Linked DNA regions of Mus musculus: all the other regions are linked to region 1. A link is a contact called in public HiChIP or PLAC-seq and promoter capture Hi-C data. All regions are on one chromosome and are shown on one strand. Each heading gives the region's core, a stretch centred on a gene start, on an enhancer-like site or on the middle of the called end of the contact. The rest is flanking DNA. Distances are from core to core; before and after follow the strand shown.

Region 1 (3,951 bases), core at 942-3,441:
ATTTCTAACTGGTTTATTTAATTGTAAATATGGGTTATGTGATAAGTCTAGAAGTCCCTTAAAGGTTAAAATGCTCATCTAAAATATAATCCATCCATTCTAGCCCTAAGAATTTACCTGGGAGAAATAAAAGCCAATATCCACAAAAAAACAAACACAATCACTCAAAGAAGCTGTGCTTGTAATACCAAATCCGAGTGACACACACATAAGAGACCGCTGACAATGACTGGGAATGAACCAATGTGATACATGCAACACGATACTACACGGGGGAGATGTGAAACAGGGATGCTGCTCCAGAGAAGCCAGACTCTAAAAGGTCACTAACTGACTTCCATTTACACAAACTCCTAGGCACAGCAAGCTCAGGGAGTCCCAAAGAGCAGACCAGTTGCTCTCCTGTTCATCCTAAAGTGCAGGCAAGGCAACCTAAAGGAAGTGTGAAGGTGTATGCTTTATGTATGCGCTGAGAGCAGAATTCTCTCCACTGAAACCAGTGAGCCAGAACCACTCTGGTCATTCCAGGAGAGCTTGGCACCGTGGACACAGCAGTTAAACTTCCGGTGTCTGAATGTTTGAGAGACAATGTGACTGGCACGGGATAAAGCTGAAAGACGGGTTGGGTTTGCCAGAGTCGGCAAACCGGCTCCTCCAGCAGTTCAAGCCACCACTACCCCTTCTTCTGCCCCCACAGGAGAACCCTATCTCCACCCAGGTCTGTTCAGAACCCGGGTATGGGAGTCCATCTGACTCATAGGCACACGGTAGGCTAGGGCAGAGATATTCCTGGTGAAGGCTCTGAGACAGTAACTCTGGATCCATCCCACAGGTGGGCTGGAAGTGCAAGAACTTTTGACACGGCTAGGGAAATAAAGACAGAGGCTGTAAGCTGTCAACCAAGACCACCTGAACCAGGAAAGAGGTGGGTTCATATGCCAACAAGAAATCAAATCTACCCATTGGCCTGCAGGCTCCACCTCTAGGCGGCGCCAAGAAGGAGCCACGGTCGCGGGGAGGTGAGGAGGTCTTAATAGGATACCACAGGCTTCTCTATTTGCCAGCTTCTAGAGTGAGGTCAAGGCATGGGTAGCAGCCGCTGGTACAACCTCCCTTCCCATTCCATTCAGAAATGAAGACCTCACCAGTTGCTCTCTGCAGTTCTACCCATCCTTGGCTTTGGGCCCACAGCATAATCAACCGTGACAAAACCGTGTGGCAAGGCGCAGGCCAGGCTCGTGCCCAAGTCACTACTGGCTGCCACACTCACGTGATCAACAGGACTACAAGATAAGGCACAGCGGCTAATGCAACACTATCCATTTTCCCTTTCGGGAGGACTTGAGGCCGGTGATGCAGGTTGCACAACAGCTTGCACAGAGACACACCTACCTCCACCAGCAGATAGGTGAAGGGGATGACTTAGTCCCTGGGGCTATCCTGCCTTCTCTTCCCTCTGCCTATACCAGGCAGCCACTCAAATGGTTCCACATCCAGTCTAGACTTGAAAGCGGTGACTACTCCACTACAGCAGCTGCTACTTACAATTATATGTGGTGGGTGCTTGCGTGTGTGTGTGCGCGTGCGTGCGTACGTGTGTGTATGTGTGTGTTCGTGAGGGGTGATGCCCAGGTTGGTCAACTAGAGAGGACAAGGGATGTTTGGAACCCATTCTCCGATGCTTCTAATCATATCAACTCCGATAACAATATTGGCCATCCGTACCTGAGTTTCCAGCTGTCCCCAGGCAGACACTGCTTCGAGGATGCTCAGACTTGAGGTAGCAGAAAGGATCTTGCAGGCCAGTGCCTACCCTCCAGCAATATCTTCCAAAGGTCAGGTTCACAGCGCTCTTCTGCTCCCCAATCCCCTACATCTTCCTGCATTACTCTTGGCACTAGAGCAACCCTGATGCCAGCAAGGAAGGCAGCTTGCCGATTACCACCTCCTTCGCCGTCTGCGCCTGCGGGTCCTGTGTCCCTCTTGGAATCCCTCTCCCCCTGAGGACCCTTTACCGTTCAGATACGTCTCCTGAACAGCCCACACTACCTGGCCCTCTTGCACCCCGGGCAGCCAATTTGCTTCCTGCACCCCCAGGCGCCCCTCTCCTTCAGGCCCTCGGGGCCCTACAGGCCTGGCTCTCCCCAGCAGCTCGAGTCTGTCCCCACTCGCTAGGGATGCTCCAAGGACCACCGCCTCCCCGCCCAGATGCCTGCAGCTCTCCCAGCTGCGCTCGTCCGAACTTTCGAGCTCCTCCGTGCGCGGGCAGGGGCCGTGAGCCAACTCGGGCAGCTCCTCTGGCTGCCGCAGAAGCCTGCGTGGGCTGCCCTCCCCGCGCTCCTGCACCCCGGCACGGGCCTCGCCGCGCTCCTGCACTGCGGGGCCGCCTCCCCCCTTCTCCTGCTGCTGCCTGCGGGGCCCCAGGCCCTCCTCCTGCGCCACCGGCCCGCCGGCCGAACCCGTCCAGCGCGCCCGGCGCCTCCAGTCCGCGGCGTCGGGCGGCCCCCACACCACCCCCAGACTAGGCTCGTGACCGCGGCCGCCCCGCTCCTGCACCCCCAGCCCCACGCCGCCCTCCTCCTGCACGGCCGGACCCACCCCGCCCTGCTCCTCCACGCCGAGCTTCAGCCCGCGAAGAAGCTGCGGGCCCCAGCTGAGCCGCCCGACGCGCGCCGGCTGCTGCTCCGGCAGCGCGGGGCTCAGCCCGCCGCGCTCCTCCTGCGCCCCCCGCCGCCGACCCCCCGCGCCCGCCGCGCCGCGCACGCGCCTGCCCCCCAGAGGCCGCGCGCTCCCGCCCCTCCAGATGGTGCTGCCCTGCGCGCCCCCGCCCCGCGGCTTCCGCCTCGGCCCCAAGCGGGCCCGGCGTCCCGCCCTCGCCGCCCACACTCGACCTCGGCCACCCCGGCGCCGCGCCGCAGGTGCTGCGGCCCCGCGAGCCGGCGGCCCTCCAGCCGGGTTCTCAGAGCCCGCGCGCGCCTGCGCCGCCCTAGGGGGTGGGGCCCGCTGGGGTCGCTCCGCCTTCTTAAAGGGCCCTGGTCCATACACACACACACACACACACACACACACACTCAAAAAAAAAAAAAATGAAGTTCAAAATTAGGAGGTTTCATCGATTAATAAATTCAAGTGAGAACAAGTCCTGGAATAAGAGTCTGAATTTAGCCAGTACTTGGGAGGTAGAGCAGACAGATTTCTGAGTTCGAGGCCAGCCTGGTCTTCAAAGTGAGTTCCAGGACAGCCAGGGATACCCAGAGAAACCCTGTCTCACAGCCAGGGATACACAGAGAAACCCTGTCTCGGAAAAAAAAAAAAAAAAAAAAAAAAAAAAGTTACAGGAGCTCACCCCAGGCAGTCAAGGTCAAATGTAACATAGCTTAGCTAGAGAAAGGAAAGGAAGGAAGGAAGGAAGGAAGGAAGGAAGGAAGAAAGAAAGAAAGAAAGAAAGAAAGAAAGAAAGAAAGAAAGAAAGGAAGGAAGGAAGGGAATAAGAAAGAAGGAAGAGAGAGAGAAGAAGAAGAAGAAGAAGAAGAAGAAGAAGAAGAAGAAGAAGAAGAAGAAGAAGAAGAAGAAGAAGAAAGAAAGAAAGAAAGAAAGAAAGAAAGAAAGAAAGAAAGAAAGAAAGAAAGAAAGAAAGAAAGAAAGATAGGAAGAAAGGAAAAGATGCTGGCCCTGGATGAGGAAGACTTCTTTCTGCTCATTTACCACACCAGACTTATAAAAGCTCCTTTTTGTCAGATGGAGGCACACATCTTTAATCCCAGCACTGGGGAAGCAGAGGCGGGCAGATTTCTGAGGTCCAGGCCAGCCTGGTCTACAAAGTGAGTTCCAGGACAGCCAGGGCTACACAGAGAGACCCTGTCTCTAATTAATCAATTAATTGATTAATAAGAGTGCTTTTGTGTTTTGTGCACTTAGTCATCTTGGGGGACAGTAGCCCCTCCACTCGTC
Region 2 (3,951 bases), core at 410-2,909, 490 kb after region 1:
CAGGACAGCCAGAGCTACACAGAGAAACCCTGTCTCGAAACGAATAAACAAGAAGAAGAGGAAGAGGAGGAGGAGGAAGAGGAGGAGGAGGAGGAGGAGGAGAAGGAGGAGGAGGAGGAGGAGAAGAAGAGGAAGAGGAAGAGGAAGAGGAAGAGGAAGAAGAAGAAGAAGAAGAAGAAGAAGAAGAAGAAGAAGAAGAAGAAGAAGAAGAAGAAGAAGAAAAAAAAAGAAAGCAGAGGTCACCTAGAGTGTTTCAAATGGGAAATGTCATGCAGGAGATTGTCAGAAAATCATGGAAGAGGCTAAGAAGCCAAACAGTAGCCCCTTGGCTCCTTGGCCATGCAGAAATCTGTACCCTCGGTAGGAGGGAGGAAGGGAGGATGGTGGTCCCAGAGTCTGGGGTCACCAGCAAAGGCTCAAGGGGAGAGGGAAGGGAGAGATATTTTGGATTCTCCACTCTCCTGCCCCCTAACCTCCCAGCAGTGCTCCCAGTACGAAAACATACGGTGGGGAACAAGCAGAGCCTTCCGAGCTTGTCGCACGAGGCGGAGCATGGCCAGCTGAGGCCATCATCATTCTGACGATAGATAGCTGTTCACCAGCCTGCAGTGTGCCCACGGATCATCCCTTTCTTCTCTTTAAAAAATATATTTTTAGTTACATGCATGTGGTGGGTATAAACACATACATGAGTGTGTGTGTGTGTGTGTGTGTGTGTGTGTGTGGTACCCCGTGAGGCCAGAAGTGTTGGCTTTTCTGGAGCTGGATTTATAGGAGGTTGTAAGCCACATGACATAAGTACTGGTAATCAAACTCAGGTCCTCTGCAAATGCAGTGAGCTCAATTAACTGCTGAGCCGTCTCTCCAGCCACTTTCCTTGATTGTTAATATAGACCTTTAGATCCAGCCTTCCTAGATAGATGTTCTGAATTTAATTGGTATAGCCATGCAGTCATCCCTCTAGATGTTCACTCTGCTGTCTTTTTTTCTGTACCACACAGAGTTGATACATAAGAACAGCAGTCACCCAAGCTGCTAGGTGCTGTTTGGAGCTCATAAATAATAATTAGGTTATTAGCGGCTTTCATGGTTAATGAAGCACTTTTGCATATACCATCCTCGGCGGCACTCATAAAAGTCCGTGAGTGGATATCATTGCTCCTGTTTTGCAGGAGGACTATCCAAGTCTTGGAGACTTCACACCCATGATGGAGAGTGGAGACAGAATTTAAACTCTGGACTGTCAGGTTCCAAACTCTATCGTCTTTCTATGACATTCTGTTACTTAATGCCAGATGTTGCCCTTACAGGCATGGTGAGATTTATTCCTGTATGTATGTTGGTGTGTGTGTGTGTGTGTATGTATGTATGTATGTATGTATGTATGTATGTATTCTGGGCTAGTTGGCTGGGTTTAAGAGGAAAGAACACATTTAAATTTTGTAAACATTTTGGTGTTTCACAAATTAAAATTACGCTTGTGGGTGTAATTCTCTAGCACACCAGTCTGAAGCATTGTGCAGCCCTGGAAAGCTGCACTCTTGGCCTGCTGTACACATCGAGATTTAGTTTGTCAGTATTCAGGGTACAGCAGCACGTAGCAGCCCACGCATGACAGGAAGTGGAGAAGATTTACTGTGCTGACAATTCCCGTTTCCCTATCTCTCCTCTCTGTGAGCCGCAGGACGTTCAGTGAGATGAGAACGTGAGCGAGCAATTCTTTAGCGTCCTTGGCATTTTCTAAGTTTGGCAACCTTCTCTCAGGATGGGCGGGGATCCCAAAGTTTCAGGGGCGCTTGTATGTGTGTGTGGGAGGGTGCCGGGAGGACAGTGAGGACAGGAGTCCAGATGGCTCTGCATATGCCATCTGTGCCCTGTGCTGCAAATGTGCAGAAATGGAAAGAAGGCCCTGGGCGGGATTCCCAGAGGCTAGCAGGACTGATCCCAGATTGTTTCTGTGGCATCGGGAGCTGACCTGGCCTTCAGTGATTTCTGATAGTCTATTTTTTGCTGGTGGAGCATTCATATCTGTCCAGGATGTTAAATCACCCTTTGGGATGGGTACACATGCTAGAAGAAAAGCAAAGAGGTGGGAGGCAAAGGTGGCCTGTGTGTGTCAGTGCAAGGTCTGTAAGTGTCATGGAAGGTGAGGAGGTTCTTGTTAGCAGGGAGAGACTGAAGAGCTGCCCTGTGGTTCTTCCTGGTGAGGATGGGGCAGATGGACCTGGACCAGGCACTTGATGAAGCTAAAGGAGGTCAGGAATGCCCCAAGGCTGTTAGGTCTCACACTTGGAGGGTTGTCCAAGCAATTACATCTATGGGGGCGGGGTAGGGGGGAATCCCCCAGTTTCCCACTATGGAGCTCAGAGAGGGAGACCTGGACTGCTCTCAGCCCTTGATACTCAGACCATTTGGAATCCTGGATAGACCAGTATCATCCCTGGATCCTTATTCCCCTGGAATTTGTGAAGACGGTGCTGTTACCTCTTCATTGGAGACTTCTGTTATTAGATGTATCATTTCAAGCCTTCCCAGGACTGTTGTTCACACACAGACAAGAGAGCTACAGCTGCACTTCAGAATTTTTTTGATCCATCCAAAGATTGCTTTTTCATTTTCTCAAGTTTTTTTTTTCTTATCCAAGTGAAAACATGCACTTTTTTTGGTGGTGGAGGTGGGGAAGGGCCATATTTAAAAGAGCTAACCGATGTGATAGACATATTTCTGAAATCCGTCTTCTTTGTCTCTACCTCTGCCTCCTCCTCCTCCTCTTTTTTTCAAGACAGGTTTTCTCTGTGTAGTCCTGGATGTCTAGAAACTCACTTTGTAGACCAGGCTGGCCTCAAACTTAGAGATCTGCCTGCCTCTGCCTCCAGAGTGCTAGGATTAAAGGTGTGTGCCACCACTACCTGGCTTGAAAGCCTTCTTTCAGCAAGATAATTAATATATTTATGAGTCCAGAAGCTACAGTTAGTATTTCTATCCGAGTTTCTCCTTCTTTTGTCTATTCATTCATTCACTCATTCATTCATTCATTCACTCATTTGTTATTCGACGCGTTCTCACGACCGGCCAGGAAGAACACCACAGACCAGAATCTTCTGCGGCAAAGCTTTATTCTTACATCTTCAGGAAAAGAGAGCAAGAAGCAAGAGAGCAAGAAGCAAGAGAGAGAGAAAAGCAAGAGAGAGAGAAAAACGAAACCCCTTCTATTTTAAAGAGAACAACCATTGCCTAGGGCGCATCACTCCCTGATTGGCTGCAGCCCATGGCCGAGCTGACGTTCACGGGAAAAACAGAGTACAAGTAGTCGTAAATACCCTTGGCTCATGCGCAGATTATTTGTTTACCAACTTAGAACACAGGATGTCAGCGCCATCTTGTGACGGCGAATGTGGGGGCGGCTTCCCACAGTTCCCCCTTTTTCTTTTAATAAGAGCAAATAGGCCACCCATATTAATGAGAGTGGAGATAGAGGTCAAATCCCCAGTGTGTAGGTAAAGGAGCCATGTACAGGATTAGCTCTTAGGCTCACAGGCTTTTACCCAGAGCAACCCTGACCTGCTCCCGTGTCGTTTTGCCTGGGGGAAGGGAACTAGGACACTGAACCTTCATGAAAGATGACATGTCTCCCTAGAATAGGCTCATATATGCCGCAGAGCCTTTCCATTGCAGTGCTTAGCCTTGCAACTCTCTCGGGCTGCTGAAGCACACTCACTCTATCTCGTGCAATGAGACTAGCCTCGTGAGATATAAGAGCTGAGTGGCCAGCGACCTATTGCTTAAGCATAGATATATCAGGGGAAGCTCCATGTTCTAGTCCTGCAAGCGCCTGGGCAATAACCACCTTGTCTCTCTTAGTTTGGGCCTTAAGCTTACAGACCAATCAAAGAAGCAACACTAATCCACAGCAAAGTGTATCTCCAAATAATATTAATCCCACCCAATTTT
Region 3 (3,951 bases), core at 601-3,100, 460 kb after region 1:
TACCGCTCCACAGTGCCTTGCTTTCATTTGGGTATCAGGGATCTGAACAGAGACCTCACGCCTGCACAGCAAACGCTCTTACTGAGCCACCTGCCCAGTCCTCACTCTGTCCTTTTAATGGTGAGCTGTTATCCTATCGAGTGCACATACAATTGGCCCTGTGTGTTTAAGGATTCCGCATCCACAGATTCAACCACTCATGGATGGAAAAAATATTTTTGGGTTTTTTTTTGTTTGTTTGTTTTGTTTTTTTGTTTTTCGAGACAGGGTTTCTCTGTGTAGCCCTGGCTGTCCTGGAACTCACTCTGTAGACCAGGCTGGCCTCGAAATCAGAAATCCGCCTGCCTCTGCCTCCTGAGTGTTGGGATTAAAGGCGTGCACCACCACACCCGGCTATTTTTGTTATTTTTATAAACATTTAATTATGAGGCCAGGGCTCACCAGGGCTCACCAGGTAAAAACATTTACTGCACAATCCTGATGACCTCCGCTTGATCCCTGGAACCCAAGTAAATTGGGAGGAGAGAACAGACTTTGCAGAGTCTTCTGACCTCCACACTTATGCTTTGGCATACATACTGTTCCCAGCACACACACACACACACACACACACACACACACACACACAGACACACACAGACACACACACAGACACACACAGACACACACAGACACACACAGACACACACACACACAGACACACACAGACACACACAGACACACACACAGACACACACAGACACACACACACACACACACAGACACACACAGACACACACACAGACACACACAGACACACACAGACACACATACACACACACACACACCACATACAGAGACACTAATAAAATAAAAGCACAGACACACAATCCCTAAAAATTTTTTTTAATTAAAAATATTTTAATTAAAAAATAGCATACAAAGTAATGGGTGCCATTGTGACCCTGTGTAATTGTGACATTGTTTATATAATTAATTACGATACTATATGTGTGTAATTGTGACACTGTGTTGTAATTGTGACACTGTGAATGAGTGTAATTGCGACATTGTGTGTATGTTACTGTGACATTGAGTGTGTAATTATGACACTGTATGTAATTGTCATGCTGTATATGCAATTGTGACATTGCGTGTATGTGATTGTGATATTGAGTGTGTGTGTAACTGTGACATTGTGTGTGTGTGTAATTGTACTTGGTTCTTATCCACCCCTTGTCACCTATGCCTTGTCTTTGTCCTCTTCTCCAAGAGTCTGGCTGCTTTCATGTCACAGATTTTTCTATCACCCTCTTTTGTCCCCTCCCCCATCTTGCATTCCCCTTTATGCTTTCAAGCTACACACACACACACACACACACACACACACACAAATTTAAGTTGAGAGTCCACATATGCATGAGCATGTGATATTTGACTTTCTGAGTCTGAATTATTTCACTTAACATAGCAATATTTCATTCAGTCCATTCCTTGTGCAAAATGCTATAATTTTGTTCTTTATTGCTCAACAGACTTCCATTGTGTGTATATCACTTTTAAAAATTGCCTCACCTGGGCTGGAGAGATGGCTCAGTGGTTAAGAGCACTGACTGCTCTTGTGAAGGTCCTGAGTTCAAATCCCAGCAACCACATGGTGACTCACAGCCATCCATAATGGAATCTGATGTCCTCTTCTGGTGTGTCTGAAGTCAGTTACAGTGTACTTAGATATACTAAATAAATCTTTAAAAAAAAAATTGTCTCACCTGTTGAACCTCCAAGCTGACTGCATATCTTGGCTATTGTCGGTATGGCATCAGTAAGCATGAACCGACAAGTGTCTCTGGGGTAAGTGTGTGGATTTAGATTCCTTTGGCTGTAAACTCAGAAGTGGTATAGCTGGGTAGTGGTATAACTGGTAGTTCTATTTTTAGATTTTTTTTTTTTGAGGAAACACCACATTGGTCTCCACAGAGGCTGCACCAGTTTACATCCCCACTAGCTCTGTCTAAAGGTTCCTCCTTCCCCAAGCCCTTACTAACATGGGCACATGCCTATAACAGCAGCACTTGGAAGGTACAGGCTAGAAGACTGCTCAATGTTATGCTCGGCTGTTCGGCAAACTTGAGGCCAGCCTGGGCTATAAGAAGCTGTTTAGCTGGACGGTGGTGGCACACGCCTTTAATCCCAGCACTTGAGAGACAGATGCAGGAGGATCACTGAGTTTGAGGCCAGCCCTGTCTACAGAGTGAGTTTCAGGACAGTCAGGGCTACAAAGGCTACAAGGGCTGAGAAATTCTGTCTCTAACAAAACAAAAACATTTTAGAAAACTGTCCTAAAGCAAAATAAAATAAGAAATTATGTCTGACAAAGTATGATGATACATATTTATGAAAATGCCATTATGAAACATATCATATTGTCTACTAAAGTAAAAAATAATTTAAAAATATACTCACTAAGGTTAGATTCTTTTTCTTGCCACATCCCTAAGAATACAGTGTATTAGGCATAGTACAGAAGTATAAAATAGAACAGTATAGGGTAGTTTTAGAACAGAATAGTATAGAAGTATTAGAATGTTTTAGAAATGATTTAAAGTCCACAGGAGGGGCTGGTGAGTCCGTTCAGTGGGTAGAGGTGTTTGCTGCCAAGCCTGATAATCCAGTTCAAGCCCCGGAATTCAAAGAGTAGGCTATAACTGACTCTTGCAAGTTGTCTTCTGACCTACAAACACATGTCTGTGCACACATAATAAATGCAATTTAAACATCTAAAAACATGTGGGCGCCAGTTCTTTCCTTCTACCATACTGGCCACCACAGCACCATTTTCTAAGAGGAACTTGACCTTCCGAGGATGCTGATGCCTTGAAGTGAATCATCTGAAGAGGTAGAGGGATGATTGAACAGCCAACAATCATTTGTTTCCATGCACTGAATAAGCACGAATTTCTGTCACCCGGGAATGGAACCTGGCAGGCAGCAGAGAACTGGGCAGAGCACAGAGTTTATGTGTGGTTTCTTAGTGGGCAAAGCTTTCCAGGGTGGTCTGGAATCCGAGGGATTATGTAGCCTGATCTTTGGGGCAAGCTCAGGGATTGGTGGGATGTTTTTCTTGTTAGGGCAGGGCCTGCCCTCTCTCCGGCTTTGGTACTGGGAATGATTGCAGTTTCAAAATGATGGTCTGGGGGTGATGGGTGGGGTGGGGGTGGTTGTCTGGCCAATTTCTAGCCTTAAGTTACATCTGTTTTAGCCTTTCCTGCCTGGCTTCTGGGGTTCCTCAGGTGGGGCCTGGCCACTTGGAAACATTGAGGGTTTACAAAGGATACAAACTTTACAAAGGGAGTCCGTCCATGGCTAGGAAAGCCTTTCCTGCTGCCTTAGTGGCCAGCTCCCAACTGTGAACTTAGTTTTGTTGTTACTTATAACTGTAATTTTGATACTGTTGTGAATTGTAATGCAAAAATCTTGTGTTTTCCAACAGTCTTAGGCAACCCCTCTGAAAGAGTTTCCCCCAAAGGCTCTAGGAAGAAGCTGAGGCTGGGGACCATTCAGCTTCTCCTCAAACTAGGCATCTTGTTTTGAGAGTTCTCCGCTAGGATCTGGGCGATTGTAGCCATCCAGCGATTGCAGTTGTCAGATGTCCAGATTCTGGACGAATCAGAGAGCATCTTATGCTAGTGGAGATAGCTTGAGTAGTGTGGGAATGATCACTATACACTTGGGGCAAGTGTAGGAGAGGCATCTGTGAACTCCTCAAGAAAGCAACGAGAAAGACTGATAGAAGAGTCTTAGAGGAACTTGGGAAGGAGAGGGGACCGAGAAGTTGGGGCATAGGGGTTGGGGGTATGGGGAGGGGGTGTTTGCTGGGGAAGCAGGCAGTAGCAGCTGAGCGTCTATCTTCAGGATGGCAATGGAAATCCTGTCTTCGGCAAGCATACTCTTCCAGCTACTTATGCTCTTGTA
Region 4 (3,951 bases), core at 872-3,371, 410 kb before region 1:
GAACACCTTGAGAAATTGGGGGGAACAATATTCATTCAACAATTCATATACATAAAGCCTATTTCCAGGATAGTCAGAAGAATCTGTGTACTAAAACCATTAAGAGTAAATGTGGAAAGACACAGCAATGACACCTACTCAGGATAAAAGCTGAAAACGAGGACCTGAAAGCACAGGCTATCAGAGACTGAGAATGATGGCATGAAGCAAACGACTGAGGTCTCAACCAGGCTGAGCCTCAGCTACAGACCTCACTCAGGTCTGCCTCCTGAATGCTGGGACTAAGGGCATGCAGGACTCACACACATACGCATGCCCTGACAGTGCACACAAGGGCCAATTTCTGTATGGCCTTATGTTCAATTCCCAGTAGGAAAAGAGGGACCAGAGAACCAATATAGAACCCAGCTTAAAACAAGCACACAAGCGCGCGCGCGCGCGCGCGCGCGCGCACGCACACATACACACAAATATCCAGGTCCAGGGAATCTGGCACCCTCACAGCTATACAAACAAGCAAACACCAATGCACATAAAAAATTAACTAATTTTTCAACTAGTTTTTCCAAATGTAACCTCAATTGTTCTAAGTCAGGGTGCAATAGACTGTTTGTTCACAGAGCAGAGCAGAATCACCTAACTCAATATAGATGTGGGAGCAAATAAATTGTACAATAACAAGAACAATCTATTCTAGTAATTGTCATTTTTAGTAACTAAAACAAATCAAGATACATTGAAAAGTACTATATAAACCCTTTCAAAGGAAAATGAAAGGTACTAAGAGCTGTAATCTTTGTTTTTAACCATGTTAGGGACTTAACACAGGGAACTTCTACACTTGTACTACGAACCAATGGTGCCTATATAGTCCATACCACCGACAAAAAGATCCCTCTCTAATTTCCTCTAAGCTCTTCACGTGTCTAGGAAGACTCAACCACACCAATTTCTCACTAACACCCCTACCTTTTCAGTAGAAAAAACGAGATTAGTCAACCAAAAATTAAAAGGCATGGGAGCATACTTACTTTTTTGCCTTATACACATAAGCACATCTCTTGCCTAAGTAGAACTCCGTTTCATCTCGGGCATAAACGCCTTCAATTTTAAGAAGAGCCGTGTGCTCTCTTTGGTTCCGGAGACCTCGCTTGTAGCCAGCAAAAATGGCCTTGCACCACAGCCTAAGACAACGTTAAGAAAGACATGATGACTACCCCGTTACAACTTTTCATGTATCTTTTAGCAAGCCACCATGATTTGCTTTGTAGCAATTCCTACTCCAGCTATCTACAGCAGACCTCTCGTTCCCCTCCCGCATTACACTGAACTTTAGCTTCGCGTTTAATAGAACGAAACAGAAATGGAGAAAACGACTATTGTGAGATCGCGTACCTTCCAGACATACTTGCTGTTAGAAGTCCTGTTCCCAGCAGGCCTGAAAAACAAAACCGAGAGCTCAACCGAGAGTCATGCAGCACGCATCCCACCTGTCACTATTTCCCGGCGCGAGAGATGGCTTCAGTCGGCGTCCCAAGGATGGGGACCTCTTACCTACGCCCTGCCCCCTATAGAGGCAGAGCCTGGCAAAATACTCAGGGCTCCGACAACCAATGACAACGAACGACTCGGAATCGTGGGCAAAGGCCGGGTGGGAAGGCGACTCACCCGAGACTTAACTTCTCAAACCCCAAAAGGAACCCGGAGGCGAGCTCATGCCTCCATCAGTACAGAAAGCAGCTAACACAGGCGAGATCCGGCTCTGTGCGGGGAACCCAGCTCCCAGGGACCACCGCTCCCCGGGCCAGTAAGACCGGGGGAAATGCACCCATTCTCTCCTCCCGAGCCGGAGATCGACCGAGACCAGCGAGCTCTCCTCCCCCGGCCGGGGCCTCCACACCATCAGCCCGTCATCGCCTCCATCCCGCCCTCCATCCTCCTGGAATCCCCAGAAACCTCTGGCGGTCGGGTTCTCCGAGACGCCAGGTTGTCTCGGTGAGGGATGAAACTAAACGCACCCCAGCAATCGGGCCCCAAAGCTCAGCAGCAGGAACCCCCCTCACCTCCACAGGCGCCAAGATGGCGGAAAGAGGAAGGCAAGCCCCGCCGCGCGGCCTTGTGGGACGCACGCCCCGCCCCTCTCCGCGCTTAGGCCGCTCACACTGCGCCAGAAAGCAAAGGTCAGAGACAGAGAGAGAGGCTCGACTCAGCCAAGCCGCGCTCAAGAACTTTAAATTCTTTCCCTCCTGCCCTTTCGTCTTTGTAAGCGGCAACACGTATTATTTAGGAACAAGGAAAGGCAAAATCGTAGTCGACTAAGAAAGAATCAGGGGTCCTACTTAAAAAAAAAAAAGAGCTTGCGCGACGCGTTGCCATAGCTACCGATTAGTTTGGTTCCCGCCTCCAGCTGGGCTGGTAGAGAGGTAAGGAAAAGTTAAGTGTTTTCTCCTCTTCCTAGAATGGAGACTGGGATCCTACCATATAGGAGAGAAAAACCTGGAGCATGAAGGCAGGAGTTTCTCTTGATTTGTTCTTTTATTTTTTCCCATCTTTAATTTAACAAACAGGGTGTGGTAGCCGTTGCCCGTTAACCTCAGCATTTATTCCGGAGACTGAGGTAGGAGGATCACATCACAAATTCGAGGCTAGGCTAAGTTACATAGCAAGGCCCCATCTTAACAGCAACAAACATCCATGAGGCAAACCGCGGTCCCGGTGCTTGCTTGTAACCCCAGTATTCTAGCTGTGCGAGCAGGTGAATAGGACTTAAAAGACCATCCTCTGCTACATAGGGAGTGCCAGTCAGCCTGAGCTACATGAGACCCCATCTGAAAAAAAGGGAGACGATGTGAGGAAGTGAGAGATAGAAGATATCCTTCCATCCTTTCCCTGACTTGTCGGATGCAGATAAATTTTTTAAAATTCATTTATTTATTATATGTAAGTACACTATATCTGTCTTCAGACACTCCAGAAGAGGGAGCTAGATCTCGTTATGGCTCCATGTGGTTGCTGGGATTTGAACTCTGAACCTTCGGAAGAGCAGTCAGGTGCTCTTACCCACTGAGCCATCTCACCAGCCCACAGATAAATTTAATAGACTCAGATTTACAGTTCCTAACTTGTGCATTAATTAAGGCGAACTGATGGATCCATTCATTTAATCAGAGAGTAATTTATTGAATGACTACCACTACCAAGAATGCTGTAGGCTTGTAGGGCACCAGAGTAAACAGACTAAAACGTCTGCCCTCTTGCAGCCTACATGAGGGAGCAAGGATGGCATGTTGGCTCTGGTGTCTGTAATCCTTGCACTTAGAAGGTTGAAGTATGAAGATTGCTCTGTTTTAGGTCAGTAAGAGGTACATTATGTGTACACAGATATCCTGAGCTACAGAGTAAGAAATCTCATCCTTGCTCCCTCACTCCTCGCAAAAAAAAAAAAAAAAAAAAAACAAGACAACAAGCAGATTAGACATGTGGTATGTTAAAAGGTCAAGACTTCCTTTCTTTTCCTTTTTTTTTTTTTTTTTTTTTTTTTTTTTTTTTTTTTTTTTTGGTTTTTCAAGACAGGGTTTCTCTGTATAACCCTGGCTGTCCTGGAACTCACTCTGTAGACCAGGCTGGCCTCAAATTCAGAAATCCGCCTGCCTCTCCCTCCCGAGTGCTGGGATTAAATGCGTGAGCCACCACCGCCCAGCAAGACTTCCTTTTTAAAAACCTGTTTATGTGTGTGCTTTCAGAGGTCGGAAGATGGCCTCAGACTCTAGAGCTAGATTTTACATGCAACTTGTTATTGTTATTGTTGTTGTTTTGTTTTGAGACAGGGACTAGAGAAATGTCTCAATGTTTAAGGGCATACACTGTTTTTAAAGAGGTCTTCAGTTCAGTTCCCAGCATCTACATCAGGGACTCACAATTACCTATAACTTCAGCGCTAGGAAATCTGCT
Region 5 (3,951 bases), core at 552-3,051, 400 kb after region 1:
CTTAAAAAAAAAACAAAAAAAAATGAGCAAAAAAAAAAAGGTAAGATAAAGGATAAAGTATTTGATAACTGGATTATCTCTACCTTTATGTTTTTTTTTCAGTGTTTTTTTCAGCCATACCTTTATTCATTAATTTCTACTATCTATATGTACAAGCCTGGGGGATAGGGGAGAAAGCGAGTGTGATCAGAAACTGTCTGAATCTGTCTTCTTGCCCAGTTTGGTCCCAGCCTCATGGCTCATGTGATCCTCTCACCTGAGGCTCCTAAGTAGCTGGAGCTATAGACTCTTTGTACCATGGTGCTCTGCCTATGCCTTTCAATCTAACCATTCTCTATAGTTCTTTACTTTCTTTTCAGAGCCACAAAATTTAAAGGAAATGTAACTGTCATTCAGACAAAATTTGGTTCAACATTCAGGAGCCATGAAGAGAGAGGCCATTATTATAATGTGTGAGTCAACGCTCCTTCATAGCTTTGGACTAAAGTTAGTCCTGATGTGGAGAAACTAAGTGACAACCAAAACAACCAGAAGACTGTGGCATTAGCATGACCACAACAGACAAGAATTTGGGTTACTTGGTGCAAGACATCTTGAGGAAGGGATTAGCAAATCATAAGCATGTAATTATACCAGGGTAGGGAAGCAGCTGCTGTTCATTTGTTTTTACTAAAAACCAGGAAGTTAATTACACATAGGTGGATCTCAGGCAAGGTTTACTACATAAAAATTGCATGACACTGGACTTGATGCCTGAGTCTGTGAGCCCTATTATTATAATAATCACTTCATAGAGCTGCGTTGAGAATTATATATAAAAAAAAGTCAGATTAAAAGATCTCATCTATGCCTGGCTCACACTGTAGTTCTTTTACTTTATTTTATGTGTATAGCATGTATGTGTGTACAGCTCAGTCATTCCCGAAGCCAGAAGAGGGTTTGGCTCCCCTTGAACTTAAGCTACAACTCAGGTTAAGCCTTGAGCACCCATATGGGTGCTAGGAACGAACCTAGGTCCTCTACAAGAGCAGAAAGTGCTCTTAACTGCTCAGCCATCACTCCAGTCTCTATTATTCTTTTTCTAAATGCTCTTTAAAATAGCATAACTAAATAATGCTAGGTTCTTTTCCTCCCAGGAAATCATCTTTATGTTTCCACCTTACCTCATTCTAGGGATTAACAAATTACCAAACAAAACAAAACAAAAAAACCCAACAACAACACGTTTTTCTTAATCTTTTTACTACTACTTTTTACTGAACACACTATATTTTGTCCAAAAAGATTGTGACACTTAGTATTCAAATGACACTTTGAGATTACCTACACTTGTTTATTTAATCTCAAATATAATAAAACCTGCGTATTTACGAGGGTTGCTCAGGTTTAGCCACCTTACTTTGAGAATGGGTTCTGGTGAGTCCCCTACGGCGCTAGCCAGGAAAAGAAGATGTCAATTTCTCAAGGTAAAAAAAAATAAAATATAATAAAATGGATCTAACCTGACCACGACAAGAGGTCCTCAACTGCGCAAAGGGAAAGGAAATTGATCCAAGCGACCTGAAGGTGAAGGATCTAAGAATTGGCTAGCAAAAAAGGGAAGTGTCGTGAACAAAGTTAGAGAGGGAGCAGAAACCAAGTGAGACGGGAAACTCCGTAGGAAGAGAGGCCAAGGAGAGCCGAGTCAAGGCCATTAGAGGAAAAACAGAAAAAAAGCACTTGCGAACAGATCCGAACCCCGCTGGCCAACAGCCTCATACCTGGGCTTCCCGTTCCCGGTGGCGCCGAGCGATGACCTCACACGCAGCATCCAATCCCATCAAGCTTTAGGGAGCGAGGCGCCTCTGCCGAACAGTCACTTCCGGGCAGAGAGGCGCGGCGGGCGAGCTGGGCGTGCGCCCTTGCTTCTTGCCCTCAACTCGCATGGCGGATCCCGGGGCGCGTCGCGGGCAGGCCGGGCGAGGCGGGCGGTTCCGGCGCCCGCGCTGAGCGGCTCCGAGGGGCGGGAACCCGAGCGGCTCGCGCCATCTGCCCTCAGTGAGGCGGGGCGCGCAGCGGACGCCCCGGGGCAGGGGCGGGAGCGGTGGAGGCGCGAGCGGCTGGCGCTGAAAGGGGCGGTGAGCGAGCCGCTCGCGGCTGTAGGCGAGGCTTGGCCTCCCGCGCCGAGACGGGGCGAAGCGGCGGCGGCGGCGGCCCTCGGGCCGGCTGGTGAGGCGATGGCGGCGCCGGGCCCGGGGGCTGGGGCAGCCTCGGGCGGCGCTAGTGGTGGCGGCGCCGGTGCCGGCGGCGGCGCCAGCGCGGGCTCGGGGTCCTCCGGGGTCGGCGGCCGGTTGCCCAGCCGGGTGCTGGAGTTGGTGTTCTCCTACCTGGAGCTGTCCGAGCTGCGGAGCTGCGCCCTGGTTTGCAAGCACTGGTACCGCTGCCTCCACGGCGACGAGAACAGCGAGGTGTGGCGGAGCCTGTGCGCCCGCAGCCTAGCAGAAGAGGCTCTGCGCACGGACATCCTCTGCAACCTGCCCAGCTACAAGGCCAAGGTGAGGGAATCCCGGGGCCACGTCGAAGCTCGGCTCCTCTCCCGCCCGCCGCTCTCGGGGTTTATCTTCAAAGCTTGAGTCAGAGGTTTCACCTCAGCATCCCGCCTTCCCACGGCTTCAGCCAGTCAGGACCACTCTCACCCCTCCTCTCCATAACGATCTTTTCTTTGGATTGAAGTTCTGCTTCGTAATCCACCTCACTTTTTAAAATACTAGGTGGTTTCCCATCATTCATTTTCAGCAGTCTTTCTACTTTCGACAGTCTTTGCTCTTAAAGACAGATCACCAGCCGATACTCATGAGCATGTATTTTTTCTGGCCTCCAAGTAGACTTAAGGCATTAGTTCGTCGATGTCGCTTTAAAATAGGTCTAGTTGCTGGGATCTTTTGCGTTCACTACCCCTTTTCCTAGCTCTGATTAACAAGAACATTATTTTCACCCACGTTCTCTTAGGGCCACAATATTTCACGATTCCAAGTGATGATAAGACTAGGCATCCTGCTAATTAACTTGTAAGAAAGAGACTTTACTATTACTTCCTCTCATTGGCACCATATAACTCATCACACTGCCTTGTCCTGCTGTGATTGATAACTTTTTCATAGTTCTACTCAGGTGATGGCTCTTCTGGCATCTAATATGTTGATTCCTGTTTTGCTGGTTTTGTTGTTGTTGTTGTTCTCGCTTCTTGTGCTTTCATAACAAAATTAAAATGCTAACAAACAGGTCATGGCAAGACCAAGTATTCTCCAGCCCAAACAAACAAACAAAAGGCCTTGGGTTAAGCTCACATAGATAGATGGTAGCTCTTCAGGAGAGCAGTCATCAAAGGCATATGAAGCCGGTGTGATGGTGCATTCCTTTAATCCCTGCACGCCACAGGCAGGTGCATCTCTGAGTTCAAGGCCAGCTTGGTCTGCCTAGTGAGTTCTAGGACAGCCAGGGCTGTATAAAATGAGAGATGATAAAGTCTGACCTGGAATGTGGTAAACACTCTTTTTTTAATGCTAAATTGACAGTGAGTGTCTAAGTCATTTTTAAATGTGAAATAAATCCACTATTTCTTTTAATATACATGTATTATTGTAAATATGTGTATACACTTATGTCTGTTTTTGGAGACAGGGTCTCAATGTGTAGTTCAGGATGGTCTCCAACTTGCCAACTTTCTGTCTGTTCCTTCAGAGTGCTGGGATTATAAGATGGGTCACAGCTACTGGTATATTCTTTTATATTAAAACAAGTTTTGGTGTGATAAGAGAAGGAACACTGCTGTTGAACATGTCAATTATCAGATAGTCTTTCTTTTTTTCTGAGACAGGGTCACAATATTCAGCTCACAAGTTCTGAGTCTAAAAGTGCCACCACTCCTGGCAAAAAAATTTGCATTTTTGTATTTGATAAAAATACACATGG
Region 6 (3,951 bases), core at 604-3,103, 310 kb after region 1:
AAAAAAGAAGAAGAAGAAGAAATAATGTGAGATTAAAACAATTGAGTTTCCAATTCACAGATGAAAATAAAGTAATAGTAACTTGCCCAAAAATCCTAAGGTTAAATAGTAAGACCTTAAACTATATTTATAAAATCCAAAGAAAGATTAATATTTCTCTGTGTGACTCACTAGATTTTTTTTTTTTTTTTAGGCAAGCAATGTAGCAGTATTAACTTGTATACACAGAAATCTAGTTTCTTTCCATAATGTTGGTTTGGTAAGGCACTGGGAAATCCACATGTTATTATAAATAAAATAACCCCACCACAAAGCTTAACAACATTTCAGTTATCTTACTTTTCACCTCAATTTTATTACAAATCTTGTTTTACCAGCTTTGACATATTTCATGTGACAAGACAGAAAACAACGCATCAGCCACTTAATTATCGTTGCCGAACAAAAAATAAAACTAGCTTCAATTATAAAACTGCAAATAGCATGTATTGGTTAAAATAAAGATCTTACACGTCAGACTCAAGAACACAAACTAGAAAAAAAGAACACAAACTAGAAATATTCTCCGCATCAAACAAATTATTATCAAAGAAAGGATAGTCCTGTTGAGAGGGGGAACTAACTTTCTGACCTCTTTTCAAAATGACAAACTAGAACAGCAAAATCACACTCAGGCACATGGAGTACTGTTCTCTCAAATCACTCCACAGAGAACTTCATCATTTGCTCCGCCCTCTAATAACTCATGCAAAAAAAGTTCAGCACCATCGGAGAGAAACAAGACATAGCGCATTCACAGAATGGCTTAAAGTCTTTCCTCCCGGCGGGTAAGAGAACCTGCGTTTGCCCTTCGTCGGGGTCCGAAGGGAAAGAGAAACCTAGGCCTAAGGTTTCACGGATACTGACACCTAGAAACAGATTTCTCTGCAAGAAGTTTCTGCCGCCATCCCCATTTTATCAGCAAAGACTCGGGCGCCATCGTCTCGATGTTTGGTTTTATTATGAGGAGGTGGGAAAGGCCACCCAGGATTACTTTAGGCCTCACACACACACTAAGCTCAGGGTTCCCCCCCCCCCTATTCCTATGTGAAACCCTCGGTCCCTAAGGTGCCCCTCCGCACCCCTTGTTCCCGGCGGCAAGTCCCCCGGGATGTGTGAAGGCGCAGCAGAACCCACCCGCCTCACCGTTAAAGCGAGACGGCCCTCACACGGCAGGGCCACCGCCAAGGCTCCGGGGGGGCCCAGCGAGGGGAAGGGTAGGCCGGGGCCGAGGGACAGGGACGATGACCTGGCCGGGAAGAGAGGATGGCATGGGGGGAACGGACTGCACCGCCTGGTCCGCGGGCAGCACGATACCGAGAGGAGGTGATGAGGGAGGAAGAGGGCGGTGGCCCGGGTGCGGCCCCCTACTCCTCCGGCCCGCAGGTCCCGGGCCCCTGGCACCGCGGGCTCGGCCCATCCCCTGTACTGGACCGGCTGGGGGCGTGGGGGGCCTGTCTGGGAATAAGGGGAGACCGAATCCAGGGACTGAGGGGCACGCGCGGGGTGGGGGCGGGGGAAACCTGCCTCCCGCCTGAACCGCAGACCCCGGCCGCCGCCGCCGTCGTCGCCTGTGCCTCAGGAGAGGGCAGGAGCTGAGGGGAGAGCCCGAGTGAGGAATGCACCAAGGTGAGGCGAAGCCCGGGACAGCCCCGACAGCCTCCCCGTAGCCGACTCTTCACCTTCCCGTAACCGCGTCTCTTACCGGTGATGGCGGTGAACTGCTGGATTAACCCCTTCAGCGCCGACGACGCCGCGGAGCCCCCGTGGGCAGCCATCTTACCGCCGCCGCCGCCGCCGCGGAACAACAACACAGACACACACGGGGCTCCCTCCCCCACTCCGCGGCGTGCTGTGCGCAGGCGCACTGGCAGGCCCGAAGCTCCGCCCTCTCCCTGTCTGTGCGCGTTTTGCGCAGGCGTACTCTCCGCGAGCCGCCGCTTTGGTTTGAAGCCTGTGCTGCTGGCTGGTAGCTATTCTTTGAAACATTTGGTGCCTTCTCTGAATTCCGGAGATATCCTCCTAAGTACCGCATTGAATCCCAACATCCCAAAGAATCTTCAGACCTGAAATACCAAACTCTTGATGAAACGCTCAGGGTTTCACATAAAGTAGGTATTTTGTTTGGTTTTATGTGACGTTTCTTAAATTCTAAAGTGTAAGTTAATAGCTTAGTAAAAAATGAACCAGTCTATAGTAGACTTTAGTAAATGATTGTTCGCTCTGTTTTTCTTCAACAAATGTCTCAGTATATCTCCCCCCAGGCTCATTCTTACTTTCTAAAGATATTAAATCGGGAGGTTTTTTGGGGGGGGAGTTGTTTTTTATCCTTAAACAAAGATATATGCAGATACAGTAAATAAAATAAAGAGAACACTGGAAAGTGGTCCTGAAAACACCGATAATAGTTACAACTAAAAAAGAACTTGATGAGCCGGGCAGTGGTGGCACATTCCTTTAATCCCAGCACTTGGGAGACTGAGGCAGGCGGATTTCTGAGTTTGAGGCCAGCTTGGTCTACAGAATGACAAGGACAGCCAGGGCTACACAGAAAAACTCTGTCTCGAAAAAAAAACATGATGAAAGGGGCATTAGGAGGGCTGATGAGATGACTCGGCAGTTGAGAGCACTGACTGCTCTTCCCAAGGTCCTCAGTTCAAATCCCAGCAACTACATGGTGGCTCACAACCATCCGTAATGAGGTCTGATGCCCTTTTCTAGAATGTCTGAAGACAGCTACAGTGTACTTACATTTAAATAAATAAATCTTTAAAAAAACAAAAGAAAGAAAAAAGAAAGGGGCATTTAGCTTAGTTTTCATACTTTATTTTTAAATAAGGTAATAGTGTGTAACTTGCACAATTCTAAATACTTATTGCATTGCTGGTGTGTCAACTTGACACAAGCTAGAGTCGTGAGAGAAAAAGGAGCCTCAGGGGAGGAAAAGCCTCCATGAGATCCAGCTGTATTTTCTCAGTGAGTGACCAGTGAAAGTGGGCCCGCCTATGGGCGGTGCCATGCCTGGACTGGTGGTCCCTGCTTTTATAAGCAAGCAGGCTAGCACACCATGGGAAGCAAACCAGTTAACAGCACCCCTCCATGGCCTCTACCTCAGCTCCTGCCTCCAGGTTCCTGCCCTGTTTTTTCAGTGGTTAACAGCAATGTAGAAGTATAAGCCAAATAAACCCTTTCCTCCCCAACTTGCTTTATGGCCAAGGTGTTTCATGACAACAATAGAAATCCTGACCAATTTCAGTTATTTAGGATAGTTTTTATTTATACTTTGATGGTTTCATATATGTTTATCGGGTATCTTGATCATATCCACCTCTACCTCCTTACTCATTTTCCCCTGGACATTCTTACACATCCCTCCCACTTTCACGTGCCCCCACCCCCACATCAACTCCATTGAGCCTAATCCATGAATGCTACCTCCTGGATGGCTGCCTCTTACCAGCTTGATCTTGGGTGGGTAACCGTAACTGCAGTGAGTTCTTGAGTGTAGCAGCCTTGCCATGTCCTAGAGACAGCCCCTCTCCCATCCTCCGACTCTTATGTTCTCTCTGCCCTCTCCTTGTCTTTCCCTGAGCCTTGATGAGGTTAACATAGATGCCACAGTTAGGGCTGAGCACTCAATAGTCACTTTCAGTTCTTGACCAGTTTCTTTTTTTTTTTCTTTCTTTCTTTCTTTCTTTTTTTTTTTTTTTTTTTTTGAGATAGGGTTTCTCTGTGTAGCCCTGGCTGTCCTGGAACTCACTCTGTAGACCAGGGTGGCCTCGAACTCAGAAATCCGCCTGCCTCTGCCTCCCTGGTGCTGGGATTAAAGGCGTGCGCCACTACACGGCTCGCTTGACCAGTTTCAAGTGTTTGTATTCATCACTGGTTAGGCCACCACCGTGGAAAGAAAGC
Region 7 (3,951 bases), core at 652-3,151, 270 kb before region 1:
ACTTTTGCTCCTAGAATTATTCAAGAACAGATGAGATAATAAGTTAGATAGACTCCTATAATCACCCTTTTCTTTACCTTCAGGCTTAGAGCAGCAATACTGAAATGACTCACCTCAATATGAAAACCGCCCTGCCAGACAGTCAGCCCTCCCGTGAGCAGAATCAAGAAGGCAGGGAGGGGTAGGAATGACAAGTTTACATGATGTCACCAATACACATAAAAAATTCAAGTAACTCTTCATGTTTACCTTAGCAAGTCTGACTTCAGTGCCAAGTGAAAAAAATTCAGATCATATTGAAAATAAAGGCTACCACTAATAAGCTTTAGTAAGCAGAGGAAAAGTTTCTTTGGAAATAATAGTTTCTAGGGATAATTTAATGTCTTTGTTTTATTTTTTAAAAAATAATATTTAGTGCAGTGGTGTGTGTGTGTGTGTGTGTATGTGTGCGCATGTGCGCGTGTGTGCGCAATGTAAGGCAGAAGACAAGTTGCAAGAGTCAGTTCTCTCCTTCCAGTATGTAGGTTCTTCGGATCAAACTTGGGTTGTCTGTCGGGTCTGGCAGCAGCATGTGCCTTTTTACCCACTGAGCAATCTTACCAGCTCTATTTATTTTTTCAACATTAGTGAAATATGTAATAATTACCAATCTTTGATGACTACACAAGCCTAAGAAAAAGTATTAACTCTCACATTTTAAAATCAAGCAGAATGAGGATGAAACAATGTATATGACATAAACACAAAACATTTAAACTACTTCTGAGGGGACCCCTCCCCTTATGTAAAACAAAAGGACTCAATTCTTAATCTACTCCCGGAGGAAGCTATATTTAAAACACAAGAGGAACACATTATATAGTATGTTGAATACCTCAGTTACCATACATTGTTTCCCACAACTAAGGAAACCAAATAATACTTAATCCCCATTCTCTTTCCTGTCTTAAACAATATAAGGCGCAGAAATGTTTTTAAAGGGAAAAGCAAATATAGATGTGGTAGACAATATCCTACTTCTTTTCATGTTTTCTTAGGCGGCGGTAAGAATGGAAGACGAAAGTCCTGAGCACCTAAAGATGGCCTATTTTTACAAGTACTTTTCGGTAAATCAGACGGAGGCGGAGAAATAAGCTGTTCCCAGTGTTAGAGTCCACATTACACACACATACTCGCACACACTAGGGAAAACGCCAGAGCGGACCTGGATCCTTTGACAATGCAGCACCCAGCGTCACCCATACTACGATGGAAGAACGTGCTTGCCACGCTCCAACTCTTAGCAAAGTCAATTCGGCATCCCAAATGCAAAGTGGTCTGCAGACACCGGGGCGAGGCAAAAAGTCTACGGGGCGGGCACTGATGCCGAGATTTCTGAGAGCGATTCAAGAAAGATCACCCGTCAACTGCCTCTCGCCGGCAGCGGAGATGCTGCTGCGCGCTGCCGCACCCCAGGCTCCGGGTCTGGCCAGGCCGGGAGGGTGCGCGGTACCGCCAGCGGTCCCCGTTACCCGGGGAGCCTCGGGCCGGTCGCCACACACCCCCTGCCCCCCACTCCACGGGTCCCGGGTAGCAGGGATGCCCGCGCCCCGCTCACCGGCCCGGGTGGTGTCCGTCAGGTCATGGTTGGCCGCTCCCCGGGGAAACTCCCTCAGTTTCCGGCCGCTCAGGCTCAGCACCCCGGTGACCGCCGCCTCTTCCAGGGCTCGGTCGACCGAGCGGCTCCAAGAGCCCGGGCCAGGACCAGGGCCCAACCCAGGGCTCGGCCCACAGGTCGCACCGGAGAGGTTTCCCCCGGACGCCACAGGGCCAGAGTACTCCGCAGCCGCTACCACAGCCACCAAGCCCGCGGCCGCCATTTCCCAGCCGACAACTCTCCGGCCCGGCTCTGCGCATGCGCCACGCGATCCGCTGGGTGGGCGGGGAAAGGGGCTCGCGGACCGGGGACAGCTCTCCCGGACGCGCTGGGCGCAACAAGCCGCCTGCCCCGCCCACAAGCAGGTTTTCCAGGGAAACCGAACCGACTTCGCAGAGCTGGAGCAGCCCGGTACCCTGGGCTCCCTAAAAGGCCACTACAAAAACCAAAACCCGTCCTTAACAGCGCTCCAACTCTCAGTGGTGGATTACATTAAACGGCAAAGATTCCTTAGCCCTGTTGCTGCCAGAAACTTGGGCACTTAGAGGGGACTCCCTGAGATAAGCCCAAAATTGTCTCTCAGCTTGTCACCATACCGCCAGATGATCTGAACTGGAATTTGTGGATATACTATTAGTTCTTGAACGGGAAAACAAACATACCGTGTGAGCAGATTCGGCTACAAAGTCCCTAATTCTTGTTGAAATTGTTATGTATTTTAGATTTGTTGTTGTTGTTTTGTTTGTTTGTTTTTTGTTTTTCGAGACAGGGTTTCTCTGTATAGCTCTGGCTGTCCTGGAACTCACTTTGTAGACCAGGCTGGCTTCGAACTCTTTTTATGAAAGAGCTCTTAATGAAACCAAACGTCTTAAATACTGTGGCTGTTTGCGCAGATTTTATCACTAGCTAGAGCAGAACGAATAATATTTACATCTAACATTGAAATCTGGCTATGTAATAAATGTTGGGATTAAATTTAGAACCGAAAGACCAAAACCGGAAACCATTCAAGTAATGAAAACTACCACTCACATTTAAATAAAACCCCACCCTCCCAGTCCTGCAGTCTCTTATTTTTCCAAATCTGTTTTAAATTCAAGCCATTCCTAATATGTGATGCAAATATCACTCACCAAATTTACTTTGCTGTACAGAATTCGAGGGCCTGTCAGATAAAGTCTCTTTTCTAAAGAATTAGCTAATTTTATTTTGGAACCCAAGGAGGCCAGTTACAATAAGAAAACAGCAATTGGGCTGAGTAGAGTGCACGGCAAAGCAGTCCCTCTAGAGCAAGAACGAGTGAGGTGGGTCGGGCAGTGGTGGCACACGCCTTTAATTCCAGCACATGGGAGGCAGAGGCAGGTGGATTTCTGAGTTCGAGGACAGCCTGGTCTACAGAGTGAGTTCCAGGACAGCCAGGGCTACACAGAGAAACCCTGTCTTGAAAACAAAACCCCACCCCACCCCCAAAAAAAAGAACGAGTGAGGTTTTTGAATAAAACCTGAAGTTACAAAATAGGATGACAGAGAGCAAAATTCCAAGTATGATTTTGATGCATGTGAGCACATTAAGACACAGATGAGAAAAATCTATCACAGAGCACAAAAGAAAATATGAGGTGTGAGAAGCTGCTCATCACTCAAAGCCCAACTTCAGGGAAGCCCCCAAAAAGCACTTTCCTGAGTTCAAGAAATTGTAAAAATGTTTCAGTAATAAAGTTGATTAGTAACAGTTGCTCCAAGACCTGCTCTATCAGCCCTTTTGTCTTGTTTTGTTTGAGATAAGAGTCCCAATGTTGCCCAAGCTGACTTTGACCTTCCAACCCCTGAGAACACAAAACAAGTAATAGTTGATGCCATGTCTGGCTCTCAGCAATTTGACATTCTAGTTTCTTTTGCAACAAGTCCCACAATAAATTATTAATGTCTACTAATGAGCCCCTTCATGGTAATGGGTAGTCTTTGTCAAGTAATGTATACCCAATATATGTATTTTCTGATCTTTCTGAACATTTCTAATTCTTTGAAAGATACTAAGCTAGCCAGGAGCATGTTGTAATCCTAGTACTTGAGAGGTTGAGGCAGGATGATACAGGCCAGCCTAGATACAAAGGGATACCTGTCTTTAAAAAAAAAAAAAAAAAAAAAAAAAAAAGATTAAGTTGGGCTGGCAAGATGGTCATGGGGGAAAAATCTTACCATACAAACTCAACAACCTAAGTTCAATCCACTGAGCCCGTGGTAAATGGGGAGAACTGACTACTCCCTACCCTCCGTGCCCACTCAAGACATTACACCCACAAGCACACTATATA

The links. Promoter capture Hi-C pulls out the DNA fragments that hold promoters and counts their contacts. HiChIP or PLAC-seq counts read pairs in DNA pulled down with a chosen protein or histone mark.
Region 2: an H3K4me3 HiChIP or PLAC-seq map of forebrain shows a contact between it and region 1, with 5 times the contacts expected there. The contact joins the enhancer-like site here to the promoter of Tnk2 in region 1. A contact is called at or near these places in 4 of 39 promoter capture datasets (cranial neural crest, hippocampal neurons, pre-B cells and 1 more), 5 of 115 datasets of contacts at active chromatin or transcription factors (the 230-238 cell line, effector CD8 T cells, embryonic forebrain and 2 more) and 2 of 9 other capture datasets (adipose tissue and embryonic stem cells).
Region 3: a contact with region 1 is called in an H3K4me3 HiChIP or PLAC-seq map of pro-B cells, with 2.9 times the contacts expected there. The contact joins the promoter of Bex6 here to the promoter of Tnk2 in region 1. A contact is called at or near these places in 3 of 39 promoter capture datasets (HPC-7-derived erythroid cells, cranial neural crest and hippocampal neurons), 3 of 115 datasets of contacts at active chromatin or transcription factors (the 230-238 cell line, effector CD8 T cells and pro-B cells) and 1 of 9 other capture datasets (adipose tissue).
Region 4: a contact with region 1 is called in an HNF4G HiChIP or PLAC-seq map of pancreatic cancer cells. The contact joins the promoter of Rpl35a here to the promoter of Tnk2 in region 1. A contact is called at or near these places in 1 of 39 promoter capture datasets (hippocampal neurons), 1 of 484 Hi-C or Micro-C datasets (embryonic stem cells), 4 of 115 datasets of contacts at active chromatin or transcription factors (effector CD8 T cells, embryonic stem cells and pancreatic cancer cells) and 1 of 9 other capture datasets (adipose tissue).
Region 5: a contact with region 1 is called in an HNF4G HiChIP or PLAC-seq map of pancreatic cancer cells. The contact joins the promoter of Wdr53 here to the promoter of Tnk2 in region 1. A contact is called at or near these places in 23 of 39 promoter capture datasets (the 3T3-L1 cell line, 3T3-L1-derived adipocytes, the C10 cell line and 17 more), 2 of 15 datasets of contacts at CTCF or cohesin (the NIH/3T3 cell line and large pre-B cells) and 9 of 115 datasets of contacts at active chromatin or transcription factors (the SCID.adh cell line, effector CD8 T cells, embryonic fibroblasts and 5 more).
Region 6: a promoter capture Hi-C map of pre-B cells shows a contact between it and region 1, with 4 times the contacts expected there. The contact joins the promoter of Ubxn7 here to the promoter of Tnk2 in region 1. A contact is called at or near these places in 8 of 39 promoter capture datasets (the 3T3-L1 cell line, 3T3-L1-derived adipocytes, cranial neural crest and 4 more), 2 of 484 Hi-C or Micro-C datasets (embryonic stem cells and erythroblasts), 4 of 115 datasets of contacts at active chromatin or transcription factors (acute myeloid leukemia, astrocytes, effector CD8 T cells and 1 more) and 2 of 9 other capture datasets (liver and pancreatic islet).
Region 7: a contact with region 1 is called in a FOXA1 HiChIP or PLAC-seq map of pancreatic cancer cells. The contact joins the promoter of Lrch3 here to the promoter of Tnk2 in region 1. A contact is called at or near these places in 1 of 39 promoter capture datasets (erythroid cells), 3 of 484 Hi-C or Micro-C datasets (embryonic stem cells and nephron progenitors), 2 of 115 datasets of contacts at active chromatin or transcription factors (effector CD8 T cells and pancreatic cancer cells) and 1 of 9 other capture datasets (pancreatic islet).

What each region holds. Positions count from the first base shown.
Region 1 is chr16:32,642,883-32,646,833 of GRCm38.p6, reverse strand. It overlaps Tnk2 (tyrosine kinase, non-receptor, 2), which reads right to left and starts at 2,191. Exons shown (of 16, transcript NM_016788.3): 1 at 1,726-2,191.
Region 2 is chr16:32,152,434-32,156,384 of GRCm38.p6, reverse strand. The region is part of intron 1 of Nrros (negative regulator of reactive oxygen species); the gene reads left to right. Among named protein-coding and RNA genes, the nearest start is that of Nrros, 11 kb to the left of the region's middle. Within about 2 kb of position 1,659, at least 37 of the 459 cell types and tissues checked have an H3K27ac peak or open chromatin away from gene starts, as enhancers often do. A contact at or near this core is called in forebrain and hippocampal neurons, where this site is marked.
Region 3 is chr16:32,177,699-32,181,649 of GRCm38.p6, reverse strand. Bex6 (brain expressed family member 6) reads right to left here and starts at 1,850. Exons shown (of 3, transcript NM_001033539.2): 1 at 1,749-1,850.
Region 4 is chr16:33,054,623-33,058,573 of GRCm38.p6, reverse strand. It overlaps Rpl35a (ribosomal protein L35A), which reads right to left and starts at 2,121. Exons shown (of 5, transcript NM_001130485.1): 1 at 2,064-2,121; 2 at 1,396-1,438; 3 at 1,032-1,184. The coding sequence starts at 1,406. It overlaps Iqcg (IQ motif containing G), which reads left to right and starts at 2,388. Exons shown (of 11, transcript NM_178378.3): 1 at 2,388-2,423.
Region 5 is chr16:32,245,077-32,249,027 of GRCm38.p6, reverse strand. Wdr53 (WD repeat domain 53) reads right to left here and starts at 1,801. Exons shown (of 3, transcript NM_001185162.1): 1 at 1,761-1,801. Fbxo45 (F-box protein 45) reads left to right here and starts at 2,003. Exons shown (of 3, transcript NM_173439.2): 1 at 2,003-2,534. The coding sequence starts at 2,217.
Region 6 is chr16:32,330,154-32,334,104 of GRCm38.p6, reverse strand. Ubxn7 (UBX domain protein 7) reads right to left here and starts at 1,853. Exons shown (of 11, transcript NM_177633.4): 1 at 1,745-1,853. The coding sequence starts at 1,817.
Region 7 is chr16:32,912,050-32,916,000 of GRCm38.p6, reverse strand. Lrch3 (leucine-rich repeats and calponin homology (CH) domain containing 3) reads right to left here and starts at 1,901. Exons shown (of 21, transcript NM_001081255.1): 1 at 1,598-1,901. The coding sequence starts at 1,859.